Linked DNA regions of Mus musculus: regions 1, 2, 4, 5, 6 and 7 are each linked to region 3. A link is a contact called in public Hi-C and promoter capture Hi-C data. All regions are on one chromosome and are shown on one strand. Each heading gives the region's core, a stretch centred on a gene start, on an enhancer-like site or on the middle of the called end of the contact. The rest is flanking DNA. Distances are from core to core; before and after follow the strand shown. Region 1 holds the start of 1810062G17Rik (RIKEN cDNA 1810062G17 gene). Region 2 holds the start of Spata5 (spermatogenesis associated 5). Region 3 holds the start of Mynn (myoneurin). Region 4 holds the start of Dcun1d1 (DCN1, defective in cullin neddylation 1, domain containing 1 (S. cerevisiae)). Region 5 holds the start of Mccc1 (methylcrotonoyl-Coenzyme A carboxylase 1 (alpha)). Region 6 holds the start of Atp11b (ATPase, class VI, type 11B). Region 7 holds the start of Ccna2 (cyclin A2).

Region 1 (2,738 bases), core at 211-2,710, 5.9 Mb after region 3:
AGGATGAAAGCTTTGTTGTTTTGTTTGTTGAGGCCGCCTGTTAAAGCCAAGGCCCTTGATGACCAAAGATGATCTTTCACTCCTGATCCTCCTGCCTCTACCTCCCAAGATGTGGGATTCCAGGTATAACCACTTTGCCTCAGGGCGGAATATTTTAGGTATGATAACTTCTTCACATGACCAGCTTTGAAAAATTACTACATACGCTGGGCGGTGGTGGTGAAGGCTTTTAGTTCTAGCCCTCAGCAGAGGCAGTCTGTGAGTTCGAGGCCAGCCAAGGCAACACAGAGGAACCCTAGCTTGGAAAACAAAACAAAACAAAACAAAAATCAACTTTTCTTTGCTACAGTCTTGAAAAATACTAAGAGATCTCCTAAAACAATGACAACAACAAAAACCTATTCGGAAGTCAACTTCTGAAAGAATCCCAAGGCAAATTCAATTCAGAACTCGTTTTGCCAGTTCATTACTTTGGAAACCCAGCTTTTTGGTTCACTGCCTTTAGCAGAAAAAGAGAAAGAAAAGGCACAGTCGGTTCCTGTTAAATAAGTTGCGCCTTGCGCTGGAAAAAGCTCCCCTGAAGCACCATGGAGATTGCCCACGCACACCCAGTATTCAAACACAGGAAACTGCGGGAAAAATAAAAAAATAGGGGAAGCCAAAGGGCGTTCTCCTCACATGACCAAGAGAACTGTTCCTGCTCCGGATCTAATTTTGGCAACTCTGGATTTGGGGCGGCCTGATTCACATGCACCGGGGAGAAACACCGGCTGGTTCCGGACACTCCGGGGCGAGGGAGAAAACAGGAGAGCGCACACGGAGGGGGACACCCAAGAGGTCACAGAGAGGACACAGAGCGGGACACAGATGGGAAAGGCGAAAACCAAGAGACTGCGAAGGCAGCTGCCTTCAGAGAGGGTCCCGATCGCCCTGGTCGCGGTCACACGGCTTACCATGATGCTGTCGGTCAGGAGTGGACTGGAGCTGCAGGGAGAGGGGAAAAGAGAGACAGGGTCACTGGAGCTCTGGTCCCCTGACCCCAAAAGGGCCCTGAGCCCTTGGTGGAGGAGTCGCTCCCGGGACTACGGCCACTTACCAGGCAGTAGAGCGCAGGCTGCGGGTGAGAGCAGGACCGATGCACACGCCAAAGGACAAGGCAGTACTCTTCACAACTCCGTGCAACGGAAACGCCCTGGGCAGCCCAGCCTAGCCCGACCTGGCCCCGCCACGCCACGCCCCTGCCAAGATCACACACCCACCAGGGTCCCGCCCCCAGAGACGCTGCACTATAAGCCCCGCCTTGTCCCAGGCAGCTGCCACATCCCTGGATACGGTACTTTCCTCAGACAAGGCCACCCCCCTACCATGGCCACCTCCCTAATTAGGTCCCAGCCCGGGCCGCGCCCCCATCAGGACACGCCCTGCCACGTCCTAGCCTCTATGCTCCTGCGCCTGCGTGGGGCTTTTCGCTCACTCTTCGCTACGCTGGAGGCGCTGCAGGCCCAGGGGTCTGGGTGTGTCTAGAGAGTTAGGGACTGTCACAGCGGCACCTCACAGCGTCTTGCACCGCACTCTAAGCATGGGACAGTGAGGACCTTTTCCAGACTGCTTTCCAAGTGTTTCGTGCTAGTGTTTGCCTCTGGATGTCCGTGTAGCTGATGGGCAGCTCTTTTAAGAGCTGTACCTGGCAGTGTCAAAGCCTCAGAGCGGAAATGGTTTCACTTCCAAACTCAGCCTGTAACTTCAAAGACCCCAGGTGCAAGGTGACTAAGATGGAGCTTCCCCGCCCCCCCCCCGCCCGCCCCCAGGCCTAAAGACGCTGCAAAAGGATCGCGGATGTTCTAGAAGGATCAAAATCAGGTTTTTGAGCAAGAAGAAGCTAACCGAGGGTGGGGGTTGGGGGAGCCTTGCCACATGCTGAGTCTGGCCCTGATAGGTAGACTGATGGTTTTCTGGAAAAGCAGACAAAACTGCCGCTGAGGAGGGGAAGCCTGCCATTTTCCCTTGTGTACCCTTGTCCTATTGCTTTTCCTGTTCATGCGCCCCCTTCTCTGGGGACCTAGCCGCTCCCACAGCCTTAGACATTCCAGCACCTCTCCCAGGGAATTGTAATTTCTAGACTACTTTGGTTTTTGTTTTGTTTTGTTTTGTTTGCCTACACTAAGGGATCCTCTCACTTGACCCTTCAAGTACGGTTATGACTTCGATGCAACCATTTCCCTGCCTCCTCGCCCCCGCATTCCTTTAAGGCCCACCTATCTCTCAGTCGCTCACACTTATCTACTTTCTTTCTACTAGCATCTCCTTCAGTCTTTGACCTAAGTATTTTTTTTTCTTACATCTACTCAACTCCGTGTCCTCCTTCTCTGGAGTTAAGACCGCAGAAGCCTGTTTAACAGTGCTGTGGAAAACTGCCTTACGGCTGGCAGTGACTAGTGATCCGCCCTGCAGCCAAGGAGTAACATAAATTATTAGACCCAGACCTTTGATCTTCCCCAGCAAATGTTGCCTTTACATCCTATTACAATTAGCTTATTCACCTGGACCCCAGTCTGGAGGAGCAAGCTGACTTTCCGTGTTGAAAGGCAGAGCTCATGCATGAGAGGGCAGAGGAACACTATTTCCCAAGAAGGCTTTTCAGAAGCCTTTCCTACTAGAGGGAAGGAAGCCTGACTGAATGCTATTGAGTGTTCTGAGCACCTAGGAGACATTCATAAAATGGCCTACCTTAATATTCT
Region 2 (2,710 bases), core at 115-2,614, 6.8 Mb after region 3:
ACTATCTAAGTATGGCAAATGCCTGTGCCCATCCATATACGTGCACATATCAGAGGATGAACTGATTCGATTCTCCTACTGGTGAAAGTGTTGAAGTCTAAGCACTTATAAGCAGGAGAGATGATGTTAAATAGCCTTGTTTGAAGATTAAACAGCATTAGAGTCGCTAACTTGCCGTGTTTGTTGCTCACAGAATAAAGATCATTTGTGGTTTCCTGGTTATGTGAAAGGATCTTTTCCATTCCATGCTAAATTTCCATGCTATGCCTTCAGTTTGAAAAACAGGCTGTTCTAACAAATCAGACACTTATCCCAAAGTGAGGGGGACTCCTTCACACAAGCATCCTTTCAGATAACTGGGTTCACCGTTCAAAGCCAGTGATGTACCAGTGATGTGTTCCTACTGAAAACTGCAAAGCTCTGTGGGTAGATGCAAGCACTGGCACCCATCCCGGTTAGGAAACCGTTTTGCTTGGCAAAGCATGTGGCAGAATCCAAGTAGCAGCAAAACTAAGGTTGCAAGGTAGCACACAGTGAGGCTGTCAGTGTTTACTAAGAGTTAAAGGCGTGGCCGACACCGTGCTAGGCGCTGCGAATCCCGTGTCAGTCTCAGGGGCAAGCATTCAGGGTTCGGGCCGGGACGTGGCTGAGGGCACTTCCAGGTCACAGCGAGAGGACCGCTGGGTGTCCTTTCAGCTTTCACCTCAGAGCCCACACGCTCCGCCCTGGTTTCCGGGGCCCGAGACCCGCACTTGCCCTGCAAGAGCCTCCGGAAGGCGGCGGCATCCAGCCCGTGCAACGTATGGTGCCGCGACAAGTGCACCGAGACGCCCCCAAATCTGTCCAGCTCGCCTTGTAGCTCGGCCCCGCAGGAGCCCGGGGTCTCCAGGCCGCCCGAGGCTGTGCGCCGCCCCGGCCGGAGCCTGGCTCCGCCCGCGTAAAGCAATGTGGAGAACCAGTAGCGGGTCCTCCTCACCCACCACATGGCTGCACCTAGCCTTTCCGTTCTCCCCTTCCCGCCCCGCCCACATCGCCTGACGTAGCATCTCTTCCCTGTCGCACGCCCCGCCCCTTCCAGCCCTGCCCGGTCTACCACGCCAGACGTAGCCTGGTCTCATCCTGGGCGCACGCCCCGCCCCTTCCCGCCCCGCCCACATCGCCTGACGTAGCCTTGTCTCCTCCAGGGAGCACGCCCCGCCCCTTCCCGCCCCACTCTCGTGACCCCGTGCAACCTCACCTCTTTCCGGCGATCGCCCCGCCCCATCTCGCGGCGAACACTCTCAGGCCTCTTCCGGAGCTCGCTCCGCCCCTTTTCGCTGGGAGGAGGGCCGACCGTAAACTCTCGAAACGTGTCTCCACCCGCTAAGCTTGAGCTGGACTTGCCATTTGGTAGAGCTTAGTGGAGCTGACTGTCCTCGACGGGTCTGGAACAGAGAGGAGAAACTTTCGGATTTTGTTGTTGTTACTTTAAGCCCAACCACATTCGCTTCGGGACTAGGCAAAGCAGCGGAACAGCCGAAGTCCACTTTTCAAGGGTTCATAACGTCAACGGCGGTGCCTACGCCTAGCCCTTCTTTCTTTCCGAAACGGTGTCTTGCGAGACCCTCGCTCTCCGCCTCCGCCTCGTGGGTGGCGCTTCTACGCGGAGCATTACGGCGTGCGCGCCGCGCCGCTGACCTCTGACCCGGAAGTTTGATCCCCGTGCCGCGCACGTTGAGCCGGCTCGGGGCTGCTTTTCTCCGACAGCCTGCGGTCATGTCTTCCAAGAAGAACCGAAAGCGGCAGAAGGAGGGCGCGGAGGGCGCCTCGCCCTCGCTCTCTGCGGCTCCGTCCCGCTCAGGGACCTCGACTCCTTTCGCCCAGCCGAGCCCGGCGGCGCCGGGGATGCTGGTGGTGACCAACTTCCTTGAGAAAGGTGAGGAAAGCGCGGGCAGCCGCGGGGCTGAGGCGCCTGAGGGGAGCGCGGCGTGTGGAGGTGGGCGTGACGCGGGAGCCCGCGGACCGCCAGGCGGCCCGGCCCGAGGCGCCCGCCCGGCCCTCTTTGCAAAAAGTTGAGGATTGCCTTTTTACTTTTTCCTCTTTCATACGTACTTCGGGAGCACTGGCGATGGCGTACGCCACGGGACCTTGACTAGCAACCCTCGAGGTGGCCTTGGCTCCTTGGAGACTCACTGTCCAGTCAGCCCGGCAAAAACGGTTCTTACCTAGTGAGCCTAGCCTGCGCTCAAACGCTAACTTGTGACGATGAACGCGTACTGCCTAACAGCGCTCTGGCTGTAGGGACAACGGCAGCGTTTAGTTACTGCTGTTGACTAGTCGCACCCTGGTGTTAGTCCTAAGTTATCCCGTCACGTGTGCCGCTCCTCTGGTTTTTCACAGAAACTGTGGTCAAAATGAGTACGGAAAGGTCAGGTCCCCATCTCACAGATCAGAAAAGGCTAACGGAGTCGCATATCAGGTACCCAGGCACCAGTGGCTGGCAGAGTCCGTGTTGGAGTACAGGTCTCTTTGATTCCGGAGCTGTTTGTCTGAGATGAGTTTTGTTGGCTTGGTGAATGGACAGACTTCACGTCTGAAAAATGAGCTACTTGGTAAACCTTTTAGCTTGTATGATGTGTAGTGGTTCTGAAAAGTGGAGCAGACTGACGAGGGACATAGTTTTTTTTGTGTGTCCAGAAAGATTGTCAAGACTGTCTTAGCATTAGCACAG
Region 3 (2,931 bases), core at 199-2,698:
TAATTTTCATTTCCTGAGGTTGATGTTTTAGGAATAAGAACATGTCTGCCATTTGGTAAGAATATAAATGCCTTAGATCATTATGAAGTTCAGTTCAGAAAAAGAAAGTACACTGCGCAGCAAAAAATGAACGTCTTGGTGTCTGGTTTCGCGCATCCTTTAGGGGCTTTAAAACAGCACACAAATAGAAGCTTTGGTTTCGAAGCAGGATGGGGAAAAGGGTAATTTACACGTGCTTCCACCAAAACCCGCCAAAGCACTGTACTGCGCCAAATCACAGGCCCTGGCTACAGCGCGCCGCTGCTTCCCAGCTGGAGGAAAGCATAACCTGTCTAAAATGAGAAAAAAAATGAAATTCGGCCAGGAACTAAGTGTGCCTGCTGGTCTCTAGTGGTGTACCCGCCGGGCTTAGCAAAACAAGAAAAAGACAGAATGAATGAAAGGAAGGAAGGGAGAAAAAGAAATTGCAAACAAGTTCAAACTTTTAAATAGTCTCAGCCTGTTAAGTTAACTGTGCTTTGTTAATATTTTTTCTCTCTCCTCATTGAAAAATGCATAAACCTTAAACAGGTGTGAAACGTATATGACGACATCACATAAGAAGAACATTTCAACACACCAGTGCAACCAAGTTTCCGTAGTGTAGTGGTTATCACGTTCGCCTAACACGCGAAAGGTCCCCGGTTCGAAACCGGGCGGAAACATATCTTTTAAAACGGTAACCCGCCCATTAAAGAAACGACCTTGAATCAGCTGTTTTAATGTTGATAACAAACGCCCCAACACACAGACGAGAGCAGCAACAAAAAGGGCTGATGAAGTAGGTAGCTACTGATTCTAGAAGGCATTCTCCCAATCTCTAGCCTCTGAAGCATGTCTGTATTCAGTTTTCTCCCCTCGAGATTCCATTTCCCCCCCCTCCTGTCAGGCTAAATTTTGTTCTTAATTTATATGTCAACTTCACTAAATATTTCAGAATTAACACATTATCGAAAGGGTTTGACAAAAAGATGAAATTAAAAAGAAATTTATACTCAGACATATAAAAAAGTAGCCTCAACATTTTTCTTATAAAAACGACTCGTGGTTTTATTCACAAATTCTTCACAGAGATATAAGCAAAAAGATTCCGGTATGGAAAAAACTCTCAGAGTTTTTGAGACTGTCTTTTAAATAAAGTCACAGGTAAATTCCTTAAAAAGCATAAACGTAACTTATACCAACAAACGTTTCAGTTGTGCTTTTTAAGATTTATGACGTCCGCAGGTTCTAGGGAAGAACACATCAAAACTTAACTTTGCTCTTCTCCCTTTACTGCACTAACTCTGATTTCGAGGTAAATAACTGTGCTAAAATTATTCTGGTTCAGACGTAGGAAAACCTTTTCCGGTAGAAAGCCCACCTTCCTCCCACGTTGCGCATGCCCAGTGTGCCCTGCTGCTTTGCTTTGCTTTCGAACATCTCATCTCTGTTGCCAGGTAAGGGCATTCTGGTAGATGAGCTTTGGTGAGCCGGTTCAAACAGAATTCTGGGGGTCCCAAGAGCTTTCGGATATGCAAAAGAGGAAGGAGTGATTGGTCTCGACTTAAGCATATCCCTCCCACTCGCCCCGGTCAAGAACCAGGGTGCACAACACAGTCATCTCCACTGGAGGGGCGCTAATGAAGACAGGATGACAGGCGAGGAAAAGAACTACAACTCCCAGCATGCAGCGCGCAGCGCGGTTCCCGGAGAGGCCGGCTCTGCACTCAAGCCCGGTCTCCATCCAGAATCTGGGCCGACAGCTGCGGGCTGACAAGGTGAGCAGCTCGCACCGGATGCGAGTGAGCAAGGAGGTGTGATCCGGAGACCTGGGCATGCCGGGAAGTCAGGGCTCTGAGACCCAGCTCGCCGGCCCTAGTAGACTTTTAGCGTCCTATCTCCGGTGTCCCCAATGGACCACACACCCGGACGTGACGCTATCGCAGAGGAGGAAGGGAGAGGCGGAGCGTCGCAGTGACGTCCTCCCAAGATGGCGGTGAGAGAGTGAAGAAACTGTTTCCCTTGGGCGGCTACGGGTGAGTGCCGCCCTCTGTCTGGCCTGTCGTCCCTGCGTTCTGGGATCCCGGGGTCTTATGTGGTCCGGCGCCTCGGAGATCGAGCGCGATTCGGGGCGGAGGAGGGTGTCTAGGCAGAGGCAGCGTCCGCGGTATATGTAGTCATGGCCGGTGCCGTGGGAACTCGCGGGAGTGCAAGCTGGGAGTGCAAGGCAGCGGTGGCCGGGGACTGGCTAGGACTGTCGCCCTCCGCCGCTGCCAAGCAAGCAGCGGGCAGGCAAGGGGTGTGTCCTCCTCCGGAGAGTGATGGAACCTTTGACACAGCGGGTCGGGGCGTTCCCGCCCCCTTGCACTTGCCTGGAGCTTGGAACCTCACCATCTCTGCTTACAGGGTTCAGTGATCAGAGAGCAATGGGAACAACTCGTATCGTGTTCTTATCCTGTTTCAAGGAGGCTTTTCTTAGTCTATTTGTTTAAGCACCTTCAGGTAAAGATGCCTGTTGGAGCTTAAAAGTTTGAGGGGTCAACTCTAGAAGCTTAGGATTTTACGGCCCTGTTTACAACTGTGACATGTTTTTTTTTGTTGTTGTTGTTTTTGTTTTTGTTTTTTTCACTGCCTTTTATTGCATTAGTGTTCTAGTGCAGTAAAACAAAGAAAAGCATTTAATCACCACGAGTGTTCGATGAGGCTTTTGGGGGTTGGGAGGCAAAGGAAGAGCTGTGTTCTTTGGGTTTAGTCTTTTGTCCCACACTCCCTTACCGCTGCATGGGTGAATGTTTGATGAAAGCTTACGGCTATCAGTTCACCGTCTCTTCTTGTCTTTTTTAGATCAAGGGTGAAATCCCATTCTGCTAGCAAAATGCAGTATTCACACCACTGTGAGCACCTTTTAGA
Region 4 (2,700 bases), core at 88-2,587, 5.3 Mb after region 3:
CGAGGGCAGGTGTCTGATGTGGACTGTGGGAAACTGCATACATACTCGTGATGAATGTCCATCAGAGACGCGCACTCTATTATTTTAGCCTGCTGAAAGCACCCCAGTAAGAGAGTGGAAACTCTTGGGGGTTCAGGAGTAATATCCAAGGCCTGTTCAAATAATTAAAGGAGAACCTGCAAACTCTCTCTTGGGTCTCTGAACTTTTACTGTACTCTCAATCCAAACACTAACCGGAACTTCCTTACAAATATAAAGTTTTACGAACGTAAGCACAGAAGAGAAATCTTGACTCTGTTGGGACCTAAACACATAATCAACACATGACACCAAGGCTGGGGCCATATAAGTGTCACTGAGCGAAAATCAACCCCCCACGACTCAAGACTGGGCATACACCCTCCCCAAAGAAGCCTTTCAGCTCTCCGGAGCGAAGGACCTCATCACTTTTACTCTTCTCCCAGCAGCCAGCCGGGAACTTCAACAAGGTGTGACTGTATACTTCCAAACTGAAAAGCAGTGACCAGCAGCGCCAGGTACTTAATGACAAAGGACTCAGCTCACCACAGCGTCTTCCAGCTTCCGTGACTTTTTCTCACCCAAACAAAAACCAGGAGAGGAGCAACTTGACAAACTGTTTCTTAAGAATCACAAATGGTCCCTAACTGCTATAATAAAGCAATTACTCCTCCCACCCCAAGCACATAGAGCAGGCGCTCGGAAGGCAGCAGGTCTCGGGTCCCCCGGCTGCACTTCCGTCCGCAGCCCGGAGCCTCCCAGTCCCCTCGCAGGGACCGAGCCTCAGCCGAGCCGCCCCAACTCCCGGGCGCCTGGCGCCTGGCGCCAGCGCGGACCAGCAAGGCCGACGCCGGCTCGCCAGGGCCGCCAGCACCGAGGGGCCCGGCCGGGACCAGGCAGCGCCAGGCCCGCTGCCCAGGCGCCGCCTGGCCGCACAATGGGGCGCGGGCCGTCCCCCAACGCCTCCGCGCCCGGCCCCGCTCCGGCGACTAGGCCCCGCCGCGCTCCGCTGCCGGGCCCTCGCGTAGCGGCGGCGCCGGGGAGGGACGGGCCGAGCTGGGCGCCGGCTGAGCAGCGGTAGCGGAGCGCGGCGGGGCCGGGGGCCCGGGCCGGGCGGCACGGCGCCGCGGTTCCTCACCATGTTGGTGTCCTCCGGACCTCTCCCCTCCTCCTCCGGCTCCGCAGCGAATGGACGGCGGCGGCGGCGGCGGCGCCTCTCACGGGCTCGCCGGGCTCCCGCTCATGCGCAGTGCGGCGGCCCGCGGAGCGGCCGGGCCGCGGGAGGCGGAGGGCGCGGGCCCCGGGGTGGGCGGCCTGGCCTGCCGGCATCCGTGGCACGAGCGGCCGGGCGACCCGGCAGCCCGGGCTGCGGACACACGCTGAGACCCGCGCGGCGGGCGGCCGCGGGCACAGTGAGGACGAAGCGCCGGGGCCCTGCCTGCGCCCCCACTCAGGGCGCCCTCGTCACGGCCGCGTCCTGTCCTCCGTGCGCTCCTAATAGCTCCACGTCAGAGTTCCCAGGTAAGTTTTTGGAAGAATCCGGGAGACTATTGCGCCTAGAGCCACTGTCATGCCTGGTGGACGGGCCAAGCTTGACCTAGCCTGCCTGCTGAGCTGTGGGCCAGAAGACAAGTGTGTGCTGCAAGGAGAAGGAAATACAGTACTCCCTGCAGAGAGAGGAAATAAAACAAAGGTACGGCACATAGAAAAAGCTGTCCAAGATTGCCCAGGTTTATATATGTCATCCGCATCTTCATCACCAAACGTGGGTCTCCCTTTACCACCGGCAAATACCACCAGATCACCCCTAGAAGCTAACAATCTTAAAGTTTCTGTTAAAACAACTGTTGTCACTCCTCCTCGGAGCTTCCTGCTACTGCTTAGAACTAGCCACGTGGTGGGGGCTCCCAGAGCCCTGCAGAGGCAGATCTTTGGCACTGCAGACCTGTTGTCACCCATTCATTCTTTACACCATCAATGCGAGTGTGTGTGTGTACGCGCGCGCGCGTGTGCGTGTGTGTGCGCTGATGTGGCATCTTCTCGCCAGGCCCTAAGAAAATACCAAGTAGCAAGGGTGAAACTAGATCACACTTGTGGTTATTCTCTAGGAACTCAGCCTAGCAACTTAAAATATTAACGAAGAGGACTCAGTCTCTTGCTACACTTCATTAGACTATTGCAACAATAGCTTGTAGGTTTTCTTAAAGCTCTTTTTTTCCTAAGTGCCAACTCCAAGGGGTGATTCTTAGTTCCACTTGACCTCTTTCTCTCCTGAATTTGAACACGTCCTCCTAGAATTCCCATAATTTTTCATGACTTGATTTATTTATAGTCTCCCCTTCACTTACCATTCTTCTTTGCTAGCTAACTCTGGCTTTTCAGTGGTGGGCTTTCCAGAACCATCCCTGAATCTCTTCATATATTCCTTTTTCCTAGACCCTGCCCATATCCCAGTGAGTCCAAAATCTTATCTAAAGCTCGGCAGCGGCATGCCCTAAGCACAAATTCTGCTCATCCCACAGACCCCCCCAAAGCTCTACAAAGCCAAAATCTTATCCCTAAACCTGCATTCCCCTGCTTTTTCATCACATAAGCTAAATATCAGAACTGCCCATCTCCCTTAGTCTAAGCTCGCCGAGTTCATCATCTGAGTAAACCCGAATTCTTCCCCTGCCCTTTAAT
Region 5 (2,700 bases), core at 69-2,568, 5.4 Mb after region 3:
TTCAAAGCTCTTTTTGCTACATCTCAAAACATTTAAACATGACGAGTAAATTGCCTGCCAGGAGATAATTCACCAATTAAGACAGCCGCTATTCTCATGGGTAGAGTCTGACTAATCAAATTCTTTTCTCTGAGGTATTAGAGGAATCATGGCTGGTAAAAAGAAAGAAAAAAGAAAAGGTAAAATTCTCATGCTGGTAAGAGTTTTAATTTTAAAAACTATTAGCAGGATGACAGCTATAACTAAGCCTTGAGAGGAGAATGACTCTGTGGTATTCTTGGGAACCTAAGGAAATTCACAGGAAGAAAAACAGCACTAATACAACTTTCACCATCTTTCTTATTTAAAATATAGGGTGAAGACCTACATTTTAGTATTCACCGAAAATCCAGGGCATCGACCACTGTTTGTTGAATGGACCATGATGTGTTTAAATTTTTATCCACGTGTTGATTTGGACATACGAGGGGGTTAGTATCGTCTTTATATTACCTCTGCTAGATACAAGTATCATCACCTCCAAGCAGAAGAAACTGAAGCACGGATATTAGGTAACTCGACCAAGGTCACAGGTAAGCTGGGAACCCAACCTTCTGCAGGCAGTTCTTGCCCTTGGGCCAGTACGTTTTTCAGAATGCGAGGAGGTGATGATTATGGTGAAGTAATCTATCTACATGACTTGGGGTTTTCACTGTTGTCAAAGCGTGGAGCTTCGTTTCCAAAAGGATCCGGGGTAGTCATCTGCCAGCTTTGTTCAAACTTGTGAACAAGAGCGTTCGACAAAACTCACCCCTCATTAATTTGACTCTTCCCAGCAATGGGAAAGGTCTCTAGAAATCCTTCTCTGAACTGCACTCAAAATGAGGGAGCTAAGCTGAAAGCGACTTTGGGAAAGGGGTCCTGGTGCAAGCCTCTAGCTACGTATGCCATCTTCGGTTGCAGCACCGTGCGGGGTGCCCAGATCAGAAACCAGCCAAGGTGGCAGAGTCTGTAGGAAGAGCCAAAGACTGAAGTGGGACAGCGCCTACCAAAACTACACACAGGCACTTAAAGGGCTGCTCTCACGTGACCCAGCGCCTCGCATCCGGGCCGCGCACGGACCGGCAGTACCCCTGAGTCACCTCGGCTGCAGCAGCAGGATCGGGACCCGTCGCAACTGGTTCCTGTCCACCGCAGCCAACAACGCCGCCGCCGCCATCTCCGCGCTGTTCTGCTGGATTCCAAAAGCTGCTTGGCTTATTCTTGAAAGCGTCCCTCCCTGCGCAAGCTTCTTGTCCCCGATCCGCCACCGTAGCTCCGAAGAGCAAGTAGGCGTCTCCGCAAGAGCCAATCACAAAACTGGGTGTTTCAAGGTACCGATTGGCTGATTGGACCATGTGCCTGGGGGGTGGGGAGTGAACTGTGAGGGGCTGGGCTCCATCTGGAGGGGCGGGGCCAGGTTTTTTTTTTTTTCTTTTTTTTTTTTTTTAGCACAGAGCATGAGAGGAAAATGCACAGCCCCTCAAACCACCACTCAAGCAAAATGCAAGCTTTCTCACTAAACATCAGGAAAAAGGGGCAGTGGAAACTGCGTGGCAGGAAACAAAGACACAGTAAAAGCTATGTGTAGGTATTTGATACAGCTGAGGCAGAGCTCATATGGGGGAGAAAAACACAGTAAGTGAAACAGCCAATCGAAGGGTTATAAGTGCAAAAACTAAATGGGACGTAGTGGCGCATATTTGCAATCCCAGAAGCTGAAGCAGAAGGATTGTAGTAAGTGACAGGATTGACTAGACAGTGAGTCCCAGGCCAGCCTGAGCAATACGTTGAGGCTGTCCCTCAAAAACCAAAATAAATAAGATATGAAAAACAAACATAAATGCAGAAGGAAAACAAATGTAAAGAGGAATAAATTAGTGAAATCAGAAAACTAACACCAAAGGACAAATAAATCCAGGAACTAAGAAAATAATTAGAAATAAGGGGACACAAGTGGAAGCAGGAACATCAGGAGTTCAAGCCCATCCTAACCTGCAGACCAAGTTCGAGACCAGTCTGGGCTAGTAGTCCTGCACCTGTCTTTAAAATCTAAGATGTTTTCTTGAAAGATTCGAACTTTTAGAAAGTCTGGATACAAATTGGCTTGCTTGTGTATTTTCGAGAAGGTTCCTACTTATCTGGCCCATTGGCCAGCAAAAGAGAACCCATCCCTCTGGAGTTCACCAGAAATGAATTCCTTCCTTCAGGAAGGATATCTTATATTGAGTAAGTTTAGACTTTTATCGGTAGAGTCATCACATAGTTTCAAAACGTCCCTGGGAGTACTTGCCACTGGCTTTGTTTGTGTGGCTGGATATCTTTTTTTCCTACAGAGTTATAAGAACTCTAGTTATAGAGGTTAATATTTCCTCAGGTTTTCATTTAGTTGTTTACTTTTACGCTGTTTCAGGTGTGAAGAGTTCCATATTAAAAAAAAAAAAAAAAAAAAAAAACCACACACTGTTTTCTGGGCGTGGGGAGAAATTGTTTTCATCTTGTACTTAAAATGAATGTAAGATATATATTTAAAACAGCAAAAAAGTGAACATGGCCTCCAAATAAGCAAGAAATAAAGAGGAAAAAAATCTCACATGACTTTTTTTTTTTTTCTTTTTGAGACACGGTCTCTCTATGTAGCCCTGACTGTCCTGGAACTCACTATGTAGACCAGGCTGACTT
Region 6 (2,700 bases), core at 69-2,568, 5.2 Mb after region 3:
ACACTGCCTTAGAACGGAAGTAACATTTTGTTTTCTCTAAAAGCATTCCAGTAACTTTATGCTGGTGTCACAGAGTAAGGGTCGGGCATAAGAGCAAAACGAAGGTTCCTTTTTCTTTTTAAATATCTGTCCTAAATTTGGGTAATTTATAATATTAAAAAAAAATTATTGCAGGTCCCCCCCCCCCCCCCCCGAGACAGGGTTTCACTGTATAGCCCTGGCTGTCCTGGAACTCACTTTGTAGACCAGGCCGGTCTCGAACTCAGAAATCTGCCTGCCTGTGTCTCCCGAGTGCAGGGATTAAAAAGGGATTAAAGGGCTCCATTGCAGATTTTATAGGCCATAGATAACTGAAAGACTCTAATTGCAATGCTGGATTAACTAAGACATGACTACTGAAACCAAAAGACAGATTTGTCTAATCACCGTAGCTTAGATTTAGGTTTTTGCAGAATGTTACTTTTCAAATTACAAATGTCTGATGGTGACGTGTTTTAATTCAGGAAAAAGAGAGTACGACGAAGACGAACAGGTGGCTGCTTTTAGACAGTATAAACTTGTTCCAGTTGCTTGTATGGGCCTTCTTAAAAGTTATCCACACCCTTGTTAGAGAGGTCACGCTACTTTGGAGGTAGTTTTCATTGCATGCTTAGCAATTAGCTTTCCGAGGAAAGTCTCTCCCCTTAGCCTTTCCAGCTTAATTCATCAGGATAGGAACTCAGCAATAGCTCCAGAAATTGAGGTGCAGGCTGGACTCTCACAGAGAAATCTCAAACTTTCCCCAATATTAGTCCACTTTGGTTACTCGCTGAGTTATGTGTGAAGCAATTAAATGCCTTTGACAATTAAAAAAATTTTTTTTACCAAGTCTATAAGAATTTTGTACAATTTAGTTTGATCATAATCATCTCCCTCTCCAAATGTAAGTCTTTGATAATTTAATGGTCTGGGCACAGACCTTTTGGTCACATACATTTGCTGGTGTGGATCCGAATGTTGGGGTGGATGGGGGGGGGGGTTGGTGGGGGAGGGGGAAGATCTGTGACAGGGCAGAGCCAACTCCTCTTCGAGGAGTTGCTACAGCCTAGCCGGCCAAGATACAAAAACTCGAAAAAGGCCCACAGAGCCGGCGAGCCTGACAGCGCTCACGTTTTCGCGACAAACCGCCCCGGAAAGGGGCGGGCAAACCCGCGCGGAAACACGGAAGGGTGGGCCTCCGAGAGGTAAAGAAGCGGGCGGGTCCAGAGCAGGTGAGGGAGGGGCACAGGGCTTGGGGGCGGGACCATGGAGGGCGAGGGCGGGGCGGCGCCGTGGGGGCGGGCCCATGGCGGGCGAGGGCGGGGCGGCGCCGTGGGGGCGGCGGTGCTTCGGGTGACAACGGTCAGAGATGAAGGTGGCGGCGGCTCAGCGGGGAGTAGTGCTGCGCCGGGCGCGGTTGGCAGCCAGGCCGCGCCTGTAGGACCTCCGGGCCGGGGTGGCGGGATGGGGACCCGACTCGGGTAGAAAAGCGGGGACAGCAGAGAGCAGAACTTAAGCCCGAGGGGCTCGCCTGCTCCGGTCACACTCGGAGTCCTCTTCCACCTGCTGCCGCTCGGTCCCGCGTCCGGCGGGCCACGACGGCGTCGGCGACGGCGGGGGCATGTGGCGCTGGGTCCGGCAGCAGCTGGTAAGTGAGGGCTGGGTGGCGCGGCGGGGCGGCGAGGGCTAGGCCGCGGCGGGGGCGCGCGGCTCTCTCTCGGCCCGGGCTCCGCACAGCGCGGGGATGCACTGCAGCTTGCGGCCGCTGAGGGTCGCGAGCCGCGCGGGCCCCGAGGTGGCGGAGGTAGCGGCGCGGGGCGCGGGTCAGGCGGCTCCCCCGGACTCCGAACTAGGCTCGTGCGGGCTCCGGAGGAGGTCTGGGTCCTCCTCGGCCTCCCGGCGGAAGCTCGCCCTGGGCCTAGGAGGAAGGCGCGCCGGAAAGGTCTTCACCGCAGACCGGTGCAACTTCTCTGTGCATCTCTTGTGTGTCACCCACCCCTCAAGGCGGTTAGAACGCACGGGTTAGGAGCCAGTGGTTTAACTTTTGAACATTACTGTATTACCTGGAAAAAGAAAAAGAAAACCCTAGAGTGACTTAAGTGTCTAAAAAGCGTCACCTTTCTCAGAAATCATTCACAGACGAAAATCTCTCATGTCCCTTGGCACTTGCAGCCCAGAAAATAACAACGCCAAGGCGACAATGACAGTTAAGGCAGACATCACTTCAGTTCTAGGAATGCTAATCTATATGCTGTTTAATTTTGAAATTGTACCAATTGCAGTATTTTTTTTCTACGAGGTTTCAAGGCAGTGATAAATCTTAGAGAAACAGAAATGTCCTGTTTTGAGACCAAAATCTTCATTCTTTTTTCTTGTGGTAGAACAGTTTTTCAGGTGAAAACTAAAAAGTATGTATTTCAGTCAGTCTCCTGTTTATTTTACAGTAAGCATCATTCTTAAATAAAGAAATCTTATAAATAAAACTAGAACCGCCTGCCACTCCCTCATACAAATGGTAGGTCTTTATTTTTAGCTAACTGTTGCAAATTGAAGTATTCCAGCTTTATTGGGAATCCAAGCTAATGATGTCATTTAATCCACACTTGCTTTCTTGTGGCAAGCCAGTACAGTAAGGAAGTTAATTATTACAAATCTGATCTGCTTTTGACTTCTCAGGCGTCA
Region 7 (2,800 bases), core at 108-2,607, 6.0 Mb after region 3:
TTCCCGGCCTTCAGCACCGCCTGCGCCCGCGGCTGCTGGGCTGGCGCCAGTTTTTCGGGGTTGACATTCTCTTGGTCTTCCTGATGCAGCGAGAGCAGGGCTGAGCCCGCATCGCGACCCGAATGCCTCGAGGTGCCCGGCATCGCGGCTCCGGTCCGGTTCTGTCGGCGGCAGAGCGTGCACAGCGCCCGCCGCTCCGGAGCAGCGCGGGACCCTGGCGGCCGACCCGCGGAGCAGAGGCTGCAGGCGGGAGGAGCGTAGAGCCCAGGAGCCGCGAGCTGCGCGCCGCCCGCCGGCTGCTGGTCTTGTAGTTCAAGTAGCCCGCGACTATTGAAATAAACCAATGAGGGCGTCCGGAGTCCGTGACGTCACCAGAAGCGCCGGTCGCCGCGAGCGAAGGCCCGACGGGAATCTTACAGGGCGGGAGCCTGAGGACGCGCCTGCGCAGAGGAGGGCGGGGCGGGCGGCCGCTTTCGGCCGATCTCTGCTGCTCAGTGGATCTGTAGCCTCATAGGATCCTGCCGGAGCCGCTGGGCGGTCCAGACAAGCCCTCGGGGCCTCGAGGTGTCGGCCTTCGCCTCAGCTAAGGGGTGAAGCGCCTTCTCCTGGTCGCTGGGTGGCGCCTAGGCAGGAGCGTATGGATCTGAATGACAAACTGCCCCGTCCTGGGTACACTACTCCTTTCTCTTTCTCTGTGATGCTGCCATACAACATAGGGAAACGCTGGAACTTTTACTGTTTACTATTGTTTCACCTCTCCTGTATATCATTTGTTTGTTGTTTGATTTTGAGGCAGGGTCTCATAATGCTGTCCCAATTGTCCTGTGACTCACTGATATCCGTTATCAGAGCTCACTGATCTGGGATTAAAGGCGTGTCTCTATGCCCCGCATTCCAGTAAACTACCCCACCCCCACCCCCAATTAAAGATGGGTTAATTTAAAATGCCAACATGAGCTATTGTTGATAACAAGTGGTGTACTACAAGAAATTCAGCTGTCCATTAATTTTGCTAATCCTTGGTTGTGACATCAGACCATGAAGTTCCACTGACCCAAATAGATATTACATTTAGAAATGAAGTGCATTGTGGTACATACCTTTAATCCCAGAGTTTCAGATCTCTGAATTCAAGTTAGTCCAAGTCAGCTATGTAGTGAGATGATGTCTCAAAAGTAGAAAAAAAGTGTTCATAAGAAAACCGGGCAGCCAGGAGGCGATGGCCAAGCCTTTTCCGGGCATCTCAGGAGGCAGAGGCAGGTGGATCTCTTGAGTGCAAGGCCAGCCTGGACTGCAGAGTTAGTTCCAGGTCAGCTACACAAAGAAATCCTGTCTTGAGAAACCCTGTCTCGAAAAACAAAACAAAACAAAAACCACAAAAAAAAAAAAAAAAACCAACCCAAACACACACACACAGAGAAATATATACAAAACCTAAATAAATATATAAAGACACAAGTATATTACCTTAAATGTTCACATTTAATAGTTAAGAATCATACATAAAATATAATAAAATGTAATCATTGTTTTCATAACTACCCTTTGAAAACAAAAGACAGCTTATTTGCTCTTATTTAATAGTATTCTAAAACTTTCAATGCAATATTCCCCTGAAATGAATGACTAAAAGATCTTCTTTTCCCCTCAAGTACACAATAAAAAGGACTTTCATGGGTACTCGTAGGGGGATGCTTAGAGGCCGTCACTCTTCTGATTACATGTGGGACGTCCATCTGAGGTGCCTCGGGTCTGATCAGGCTCTGCTTGCTTCTTCGGCTGTCCTGTTGGCCTACCTTGTTTATCTTTCATGCTGCATCGAAGAAAGAAATCAGTGTGTTCTGGTCGTAGCTGTCGAGAATCTCCAGGAGCATGGGTACTTTGGTTTTTACATTAGTGCCTTTGAACTTAAATTTATCTATAAAAAGATCAGTAATCATACCTACGAAGAAAAATATTATTTCTTGTTATTGATTAGTTCTTTTAACAATGCATGTGGCATTCTCTCACCACCTGAGACTCCATTATTCAACACATACAAGCCTGGAAGAGGTTGGTGTTTTTAAAAACAGATGTGTATGTGGAGAAGGTTTGAAGCAACTTTCAAGACATAAATATTTGATAACCTTCTAACAATGGGTTGCAACTGCTGACCTAGACAAGCCACTGGTCGCGATTCTGAATCTGTGTCGGTGCACCCTGCATCCCAGCGACTGACTGCTGCTGCATCAGGAAGAACGTCTGAACTGAAGCACTTCACCCATGGGCTTACTGGGTGCAGAGGTCTGGGAAATTACTGCACCTTTGAGTTTTCAAGATGTAACACAGAGACAACTCAAGTTGTCTATTATTTATACAAGACCCTTGAAAAAAAGTATATTTTAGGAAGAGAAAAAGAATATACCATTGATACTTTTTATATTGGTCCAATGAGACTGAGTGCTGATATCTGCTAACAAAATGGCAATGCTTTTACAATAAACAGGTGAATACTTGCACTCAGTGGGATTTAAAAAAAAAATAGAAAAAGCTTCGTGTCAGTTTAAATCAGGTTTTATCATGAAGTCAATCAGATTAAGACAATTTGCTGGTAAATGATTTACAAAGGTAAACTTTGGTTTTCAAAGCTGCTTCCTAGATTTTGGAATCACAGATGAGAGACGGTAGATCTGCAACACCATCATGTAAGGATATTTTAAGAGACCCTGTGCTTGCCGAATAGTGAACACTCAGATATCAGTACTGTTCATCTGTGAGAAAGTCTTGGGTGCATAATAAATTCTGTAGGCAGGTTAGTGGA

The links. Promoter capture Hi-C pulls out the DNA fragments that hold promoters and counts their contacts. A called contact is a pair of places that touch in the nucleus more often than the background predicts.
Region 1: a Hi-C map of CD8 T cells shows a contact between it and region 3, with 5 times the contacts expected there. The contact joins the promoter of 1810062G17Rik here to the promoter of Mynn in region 3. A contact is called at or near these places in 1 of 484 Hi-C or Micro-C datasets (CD8 T cells) and 1 of 9 other capture datasets (adipose tissue).
Region 2: a contact with region 3 is called in a promoter capture Hi-C map of pre-B cells. The contact joins the promoter of Spata5 here to the promoter of Mynn in region 3. A contact is called at or near these places in 1 of 39 promoter capture datasets (pre-B cells) and 1 of 484 Hi-C or Micro-C datasets (CD4 T cells).
Region 4: a promoter capture Hi-C map of pre-B cells shows a contact between it and region 3. The contact joins the promoter of Dcun1d1 here to the promoter of Mynn in region 3. A contact is called at or near these places in 1 of 39 promoter capture datasets (pre-B cells), 1 of 484 Hi-C or Micro-C datasets (CD4 T cells) and 1 of 9 other capture datasets (pancreatic islet).
Region 5: a promoter capture Hi-C map of pre-B cells shows a contact between it and region 3, with 5 times the contacts expected there. The contact joins the promoter of Mccc1 here to the promoter of Mynn in region 3. A contact is called at or near these places in 1 of 39 promoter capture datasets (pre-B cells) and 3 of 484 Hi-C or Micro-C datasets (CD4 T cells, CD8 T cells and pre-B cells).
Region 6: a contact with region 3 is called in a Hi-C map of muscle stem cells, with 9 times the contacts expected there. The contact joins the promoter of Atp11b here to the promoter of Mynn in region 3. A contact is called at or near these places in 1 of 39 promoter capture datasets (pre-B cells) and 3 of 484 Hi-C or Micro-C datasets (B cells, CD4 T cells and muscle stem cells).
Region 7: a contact with region 3 is called in a Hi-C map of CD8 T cells, with 9 times the contacts expected there. The contact joins the promoter of Ccna2 here to the promoter of Mynn in region 3. A contact is called at or near these places in 1 of 39 promoter capture datasets (pre-B cells) and 2 of 484 Hi-C or Micro-C datasets (CD4 T cells and CD8 T cells).

What each region holds. Positions count from the first base shown.
Region 1 is chr3:36,474,477-36,477,214 of GRCm38.p6, forward strand. 1810062G17Rik (RIKEN cDNA 1810062G17 gene) reads left to right here and starts at 1,461. Exons shown (of 3, transcript NM_028183.1): 1 at 1,461-1,763. The coding sequence starts at 1,659. It overlaps Anxa5 (annexin A5), which reads right to left and starts at 1,411. Exons shown (of 13, transcript NM_009673.2): 1 at 1,097-1,411; 2 at 954-984. The coding sequence starts at 956. Mir7009 (microRNA 7009) reads right to left here and starts at 1,048; the gene lies at 985-1,048.
Region 2 is chr3:37,418,586-37,421,295 of GRCm38.p6, forward strand. It overlaps Spata5 (spermatogenesis associated 5), which reads left to right and starts at 1,365. Exons shown (of 16, transcript NM_001163511.2): 1 at 1,365-1,915. The coding sequence starts at 1,756. Nudt6 (nudix (nucleoside diphosphate linked moiety X)-type motif 6) reads right to left here and starts at 1,011. Exons shown (of 5, transcript NM_001291044.1): 1 at 757-1,011. The coding sequence starts at 985.
Region 3 is chr3:30,600,639-30,603,569 of GRCm38.p6, forward strand. It overlaps Mynn (myoneurin), which reads left to right and starts at 1,449. Exons shown (of 8, transcript NM_030557.3): 1 at 1,449-2,057; 2 at 2,866-2,931. The coding sequence starts at 2,897. n-TVaac8 (a tRNA gene) reads left to right here and starts at 632; the gene lies at 632-704.
Region 4 is chr3:35,931,629-35,934,328 of GRCm38.p6, forward strand. It overlaps Dcun1d1 (DCN1, defective in cullin neddylation 1, domain containing 1 (S. cerevisiae)), which reads right to left and starts at 1,338. Exons shown (of 7, transcript NM_001205361.1): 1 at 1,157-1,338. The coding sequence starts at 1,159. Gm15952 (a long non-coding RNA gene) reads left to right here and starts at 1,450. Exons shown (of 4, transcript XR_880768.3): 1 at 1,450-1,539.
Region 5 is chr3:35,999,360-36,002,059 of GRCm38.p6, forward strand. Mccc1 (methylcrotonoyl-Coenzyme A carboxylase 1 (alpha)) reads right to left here and starts at 1,319. Exons shown (of 19, transcript NM_023644.4): 1 at 1,122-1,319. The coding sequence starts at 1,198. Mccc1os (methylcrotonoyl-Coenzyme A carboxylase 1 (alpha), opposite strand) reads left to right here and starts at 554. Exons shown (of 3, transcript NR_029456.1): 1 at 554-1,352.
Region 6 is chr3:35,752,745-35,755,444 of GRCm38.p6, forward strand. It overlaps Atp11b (ATPase, class VI, type 11B), which reads left to right and starts at 1,319. Exons shown (of 30, transcript NM_029570.4): 1 at 1,319-1,666. The coding sequence starts at 1,640.
Region 7 is chr3:36,571,681-36,574,480 of GRCm38.p6, forward strand. It overlaps Ccna2 (cyclin A2), which reads right to left and starts at 1,358. Exons shown (of 9, transcript NM_009828.3): 1 at 1,101-1,358; 2 at 1-623. The coding sequence starts at 143. Bbs7 (Bardet-Biedl syndrome 7 (human)) reads right to left here. Exons shown (of 19, transcript NM_027810.3): 19 at 1,463-1,942. The coding sequence ends at 1,809.